Regions from separate parts of the Columba livia genome. Here region 2 is linked to region 1. Evidence: chromatin contacts called from public Hi-C data. All regions are on one chromosome and are shown on one strand. The core of a region is the stretch at or near the end of the contact, and the rest is flanking DNA. Distances in the headings are between cores, read along the strand shown.

Region 1 (3,267 bases), core at 321-2,820:
TTTTTGCCTGCAAGTTGGCTGTCACCCAGCCCCGTTTTCCATGTACCTACTCCAGATGTGCTGCTGTTTCTCTTCTGTCAGTGCTAGAGGAGCCAAGTGAGGAAGGGGGTAGCATTCCCACCATGCAGACCAAACCATCCCAACTCTCAGTGCTTCTGAATCCTTTCCAAAGCCTCCTATTCTGTCCAGAAAGACCACTAATCCGTCTGCGGCTAGCTAGAAACCATGTTACTGGACGGGATGAATCATCCCCCCACAACTGCATCTCCAGGAGCCGTTTGTACTGCTTGCTTTTCTGACAGCCATCAGATGGTGCCATTGAGTCTTCTCGGGATGTGAAGCCCCGGGGACTGCAGGCTGGCACCAGGAATCATAGGGGAGTCTTGATCCATCTCACAATCTGGGAATAGAGCTTTGTTGCCCAATTCCAAATGTGGCAAAATAAAGATATTTCTCTTTAGCATAGGTGTTGGCAAAGTAAAGCAGATGTGGGGGTTCTGCTGTGTACAAATATGTTAACAAACATAGTGTCATAGTGTCACTTTTTTTTTTTGCTCCCCATTCTTGCAAGACTGGCTATCTTCCTGAAGCTGGACTCCAACAATACCAGCATAGGAGCAAGTGATAGCAGCCTAGGAACAATTCAGCTTCAGTTTCCACCCCAAAAAAAATTGGTTGCATTTGCTGCTGGGAACATGTACAGGTGGTGAACTGAGTTCATGCAGCAGGGCCAGAAAAGAAAGAGAGCAGCAGCATTAGCAAAAGCTCCCTTTCCTTCCACAACAGCAATGTGGGACACAGGACTTGCCCTTTTCAGACAGTCCTAGACAGCAGGCAGCAGGCTGTCCCATGCTTGGGGGTGACCATCTCCTGTCTACTTCTCCCTGCCTCTTCCCCTTTTATTTTTTTAGCACAGAGTGAACTGTAAGGAGAAGAGGCTTGTGCATCAAGGCATACTGATTGCAATGTGCTCATTGCATTTGACATCTCCCCTCCAGATATGTACCCAGGACTTCCAGGGCTTTGGTATTAATAATTCTGTTTGTGTTTTTTTTTTTTTTTTTGCAATGACCAGAGCCTGGCACAGGCAGCCCTGCTGTCCAGCTGAGGCCTCTACCTGGCATTGCAAATATGCATGAATAATAACTGATTAGTGCTTTTCCTGGGTTGGTTTTTGGTTTTAATTGTGCCAGATGAAAGAGGAGAAAAATGCCAGCAATGTGAGGAAGGATGGAGAGAAGAAATAATTACAATTGCATTTAGACAGTGATAAGAATGGCTGCTGAGCTGGGCTGGGTGGTTTCCAAGCACAGTGGGAGCCAGCTTCAATTTCATAGCATAATATTTCCTGCATCCTTAAAATAACTTCTCCCTGCACCCAGGGTGTCACAGGACCTGAAGAGTAATGTGTGCCCCTTTCCTGCACAGGCCCACGCTGCTCTGTGCTTGGTCATCGTCGGGGATGGTTTTGAGAGTGGTGGTGTCACACGTGTCACGTCAAGGCACTGAGTCCCAGCCGAGGGGGCTGCAGCAGAGAGGAAGGGACGCTTTTCAGACCCAGACCTGTGGTCTCTCCAGGAAAGCGGCAGGCTGGGGACATCTAGCTGTTTGAACTTGTCTTTGGTGCCCTGTGAAAGAGCAGCTTCTCTGAACCACTCGGCAGAGACAGGACCTCTAAATTGTCAGGGCTAATTGCTCATGTGAGATGTATTTACAGAAGCAACTGTTAGTGCAGAGCGCAGCAGACAAACAGACTCCTGTTCTGCCAGGCACCCTTTGTAATCGGTGGGGGCTGGGAACACTTTAATGCAGCCATTGGAGGCCTCCTTTGTACCGCAGGCTCCAACCCTGCGCGGGGCTGAACGCCTGCGGGATGCTGAGCCCCCGGCCTCAGCAGGGGCATGGACACAGAGCTGCTGTCTGGATCCAGCCGGCTGCTCGTTCTCATTAGGTGAGCAGGCTGAGGGCACACAGCTTGCTCCGAGCTGGGCACACAGAACCCGCAAACAAAATCTTTGGGTGTGATCCTAGCACGTGAGTCCCACTGTCATCCCTAGGGCTTGCAAATCCAGGGCTGCTTCCATTTGGGCATACAGCTGTGGGGGCCAAACTCTGCCCTGCATGAGAAGTGCCCCATGCATGTGTAGATGGGCTGCCCAACTCCTTGCCTTGCAGGAGGGGTGACATAGGCTCCGAGGAAACTTTAGAGGTCATCTGGTGAGCTGCTTTACCTGTAGCTGCACCAGAGGTAAAGACATGCCAGAAAGTTGTTCTTTGGCTTTCCAACAATGTCAAGGACTGGTTAAAAGCATCCAGGACTCTGAAAAACAGACTTACAGGCTCTTTGCTGCTTGCTGGGTTTTTTTGAGGTGGAGGCCTAGGGGGAGTTTTGCCATCTGGGAGAGAGATGCAGCATTAGGAGAATAATGCAAACAATTTCCGGCACCGTCTCCATCTTCCTGCAAACGCAGGGGGAATGAGCAAATCCTGGCTCCCACTTGTGTGCAGCATCTTTTGCTTCCAGGTAGCCTGCAACCCAACCACACTGGGCAGACATGCCTCTCAAAAATTAAGAATACATCCCCTGTTTCTCACCCTATGCCCTTTTCTCCACCCTGATACAGGCAGTAGGATAAGATACACTCAGGGAAGAGCTCATCTGTAAGGAAAATCAGCACCAGCTATGGCAAGCTACATGGGAGCTGGTGTATGGATCCTGCTTCCCCTATCTGAGGGGGCCATTCAAATTGGCTAGTGTTGGTCAGGCAAGATGAGAGCATGGCTTTGGTTACAGCCTGTCCACAATGACATGGTATTGCCAGTACGAGGACAAGAGGAAACACACACTCATGCAGCTTACAGAGCTCTCTGACACACATGGGTCAGCCCAGGCATACTGACCCCATGGGTGGCCATCAGCTTTTCCTAAGCTTACTAGCTTGGCTACTATTCAATTCACTTTAGCATAATTTTTATATTCCCCACTTGGAAGAACAGAGAAATGCACCTAATTTTGAGCACTCCTAAACAATGAAGGTTTCTAACCATTTACACATCAGCTCTCACAAGACTTTGATGTAGATGGAAGTGTTTCTTTCATTTTCCAGATATGGAAGCTGAAGCGTGAGGAAGGCATTGCTCAATAATACCTAATTAGAGGGGGAAAAAAAAGAATACAGTCACCACTAGTCTCTTGCTGTAACGTCCACTCATAAGTTGTTGTCTAAAAGAGGAAATGTCTAATACAATGTTTTCTGTGACTGGGAA
Region 2 (3,267 bases), core at 266-2,765, 120 kb before region 1:
GCTGAACACACAAAGCCAGCACAAGCCTTTGATTTTTTCAGCAGTGGGCTTGGCTGCATGTGGGTATAGGGCTGGAGAGACATGGGAATTGTTATAATCCCTGCGGCATCATCACTGGAGCAACGGTGTGCAGGTTAAGTGACTTGCCCAGTGCCACTTGGGAGGTCTGTACCGTTGTACACCTGAACTCCACTCACAGGCTTGCTGCCAGCAGCTTTAATGACCGGTGCCAGGCTGTGGCTTCAGGCTGTGGCGGTAGGAGAACACAACAGTGTAGGAGAGCAGGTGCCCACTCAGCACAGAATTAGGTGTCAGATCACTTTTTCCTTGCCAGATCCCCATGGGCTGTGTCACATTAGTCTGTCATTTGCCCCAGTTTAGAAAAAAGTTTAGCCCAGCCCCATGGGGTGACCTGAGCCACTGTTTTGGGGACAATGGCGATAGCACTGCTGCAGTCTAGGAGAGGCAGTACAGGCAAAGCAGTACAACCTCGATGGGCTCTGCAAGGAGCCTGAGCTTCCCAGCTCCTGCAAAAGGAGCTGGGGGATCCCTGCTGCTCGCTTCCACCCTCTCATGATCAGAGTCCCAAAATCAGACTTACCGTCACGTCTCCTTCTCAGCCTTAGTCTCCCTTTCCCTCTGCACAGACTCCTGGGCCAGCTGCCATGCATGGCAGGGACATGTTGTGGGGTGAGATGGGACCTTGCCAGAAACAGAGCCAAGGGTGCTGTGGAGATGGTGTCTGTGCGTCACAGCCAAAACAGGAAAGTCTGCTTTGCTAGCCCAGGAACCGGGTGGCCCCAGCAGCTCTGTCAGCCCCACCTCACCACTGACCCAAGAGGTGCTCACGCATATGAAAAGCCAGCAGGGAACTCCCTGCCAGACCAGGAAGCAAAACCTGCCCTCTTGCCTGTGAGAAGCTGGTGGGCATCGCTGCCAGGCTCTGCAGCCCAGCAAATTTGCTTCTTCAAGTTATCTCTGCAGTGATGCTGGGCTGGACCATGTGGCTGCAGACACTCAGCACAAGGGGATGGACACTTGCAAGGGGACGGGTCCATCCCAGAGGAGCTCTGCACCCAGGGAGCCCAGCTCATTGGCTCCCAGGGGCACCATGTGAGGGCCTGGGAAACGTGTGCAGCAGTGGGGATGAACAGAGATGCTCAGCTCCAACATGGCAGGGAGGACAGATGGGGTGAAAGGCCGCTGCTTGGGTGGCTCTGTCCCCCAGCACCAACTAGACCAGCACCAGGAACATGGCCAGGAGCAATTTCACTGGCATCCCTGTCTCATTAAATTTATGTTTGCACACTTCCGTTGCTTGCTGCCAATTCAGCAAAGTCAGCCCAAGAATTTGGGGCAGTGCCAGAAGCAGGAAGTGTTACCACAGGTGACCAGTGGCTGACACTGATGTGATGGGAGAGACCCCAGAAACCAGACCTGTCCCAGCTCTGCTCAGCTACCCCAGCTCACCAGTCCTGCCAGATTTTCCTGTGACCACCAAGGTGTTGTCACAATGGGCACCCAGCCGTGGAAGAGGTGCTGGGGCTGCCTCTCAGCCACCTGAAACACAGCCCTGTGTGGAAGCACCCTGCATTCCTGCTGCTCAGAGGAAAAGCATCATCTCCAGGAGCAGGAGATGATGCTGCAGCAAACCTCGGTAAGAGGAATGTGTAGATGCCAAAACACTTTTTGCCCTAAACTGGCAGTCCCTGAGGATATATAGGAAAAATACATAAAGGGGCAGGGGAAAAGGGAACATCCCCAATAAAATCAGTCAGGGAAAGGGGGCTTACACATACATGCTAAAGGCTGAGCATATCAGTAGCTTCTTTGGCAGGAGCCAGGCTGAGGAGGCTGCTGCTCTGGTCCATCTTCCAGCACTGGGGCAGGGATGTGCCCCGTCTGGGCAGGAGAAGAGCTGCAGGATGGCTGCCACCCCTCTGTGTCAGCCCTCTGCCCCTGGCTAGCACCAGCCTTGCAGGGCTGGGTGCTGCACAGCCTGCCCAGGGGAGCAAGGTCCCAGCCCAAAAATCACCCCTGCAGTACATAACAGGCAGCCTCCAGAAAAGACAGGAAAGGGGACCTGAAAACATTACAGTAAATTTACAAATATGGCAAGTCCCCACTGCACTCTGCCACAATCTGCATCAGCCCTTCTCCCTGGCTCAGCTCCCTGCATACACCTGCATTATCTGCAAGCCTCTCTTGAACAGATCCCCCTATATTTTCAGTCAAAACAATTATGTATTTGAGGGCTGGGAAAACAGAGGTCTGATAGTGCGCTGTAAGTACCATGGCTACAGAAATAGACACCACTGCAGCACCTGTGAGTAGCGAGTGGCGACTGAGCACAAGCTCCGAAAAGGCCCAAAAAGCAGGACCTGAGCCCCTTCCCCAGAGCGTGCCCGTGTCCTAGGCCGGCCCCGGCAGCCATGAGCCGCCGGCGCGATGCCGGTTGCGGATGCAGCCTGGCCCGGGCACGGCGCCAGCCCCGCCGCTGCCTACACATCCCAGCAGCCCGGGGAGCGGAGCTGCACCCCGCCTGGCTCCTCCAGCTTCCTGCCAGCGCGGGGAGGGGGAAATATAAACGGCGGCGTCTTGGGCAAAGTTTGGCTGCTGCCACCAGACAGGCTGCGCCGGGAGTGGAGGCAGCGCTTGCGGTGAGTTTGGGTTTTTGTCTCCAGCGAAGCTCCGGTGTGTGCGGGGAGCGGGAGCTGCTCCGCGTCCGCAGCTGCAGGTGGAGCTGCCGGACTTGCCAGCATCCGCCTGCGACGCTTTCCTGCGCGTCTCGCACTGCGGGCATGGGGGGGCTTGCAGCGGAGATGGGTGCCTGTGTGCATATCTGTATGTAAACAATACTGCCGTTATTAGAGGTAGGTAGATGGAAAGGAGAAGTCAGGCTGGGTTTGGGACACTTGGAACGACAAGAGCAGAAATTAGAGGTGGTGTTCTCCCTCCAGGAAGGGCTGCTCAGCTCCATTGCCTCCTCTCATTTCATTTTCACTTTTAGAAGAGTGCTTGGCTGAAATTCGGTTAGAGGTAAACTTCTCACTGCTCAGGAGACCCTTGTCTGTAGACATCTTGGCTGGTGGTTGCCACCATCTGCCCTGCTCTGTTGGAGAAGACCCCTTCCCAGCATGGGGTTTGGATGGAGGAAGCAAAGAGATGCTCAGCATCTCCTGGCTTTCCAGGCACGCCTGGCTGCAGGACCAGCCCTGCCAGCGGGTCTTTCCACCCGAGGAGCAGTTGGGGAGTGCACATGCAAGC

Evidence for each region. Hi-C and Micro-C count contacts between places; a contact is called where the count stands out from the background.
Region 2: a Hi-C map of crop shows a contact between it and region 1, with 2.2 times the contacts expected there. The contact joins the promoter of LOC102090381 here to the enhancer-like site in region 1. A contact is called at or near these places in 2 of 2 Hi-C or Micro-C datasets (crop and liver).

Annotation. Positions count from the first base shown.
Region 1 is chr5:51,879,649-51,882,915 of bColLiv1.pat.W.v2, reverse strand. No RefSeq gene overlaps it. Among named protein-coding and RNA genes, the nearest start is that of MOB2, 7.0 kb to the right of the region's middle. Within about 2 kb of position 1,570, at least 1 of the 3 cell types and tissues checked has an H3K27ac peak away from gene starts, as active enhancers do.
Region 2 is chr5:51,997,060-52,000,326 of bColLiv1.pat.W.v2, reverse strand. It overlaps LOC102090381 (cytosolic 5'-nucleotidase 1A), which reads left to right and starts at 1,515. Exons shown (of 7, transcript XM_021299480.2): 1 at 1,515-1,657. SYT8 (synaptotagmin 8) reads right to left here and starts at 832. Exons shown (of 12, transcript XM_065065108.1): 1 at 602-832. The coding sequence starts at 671.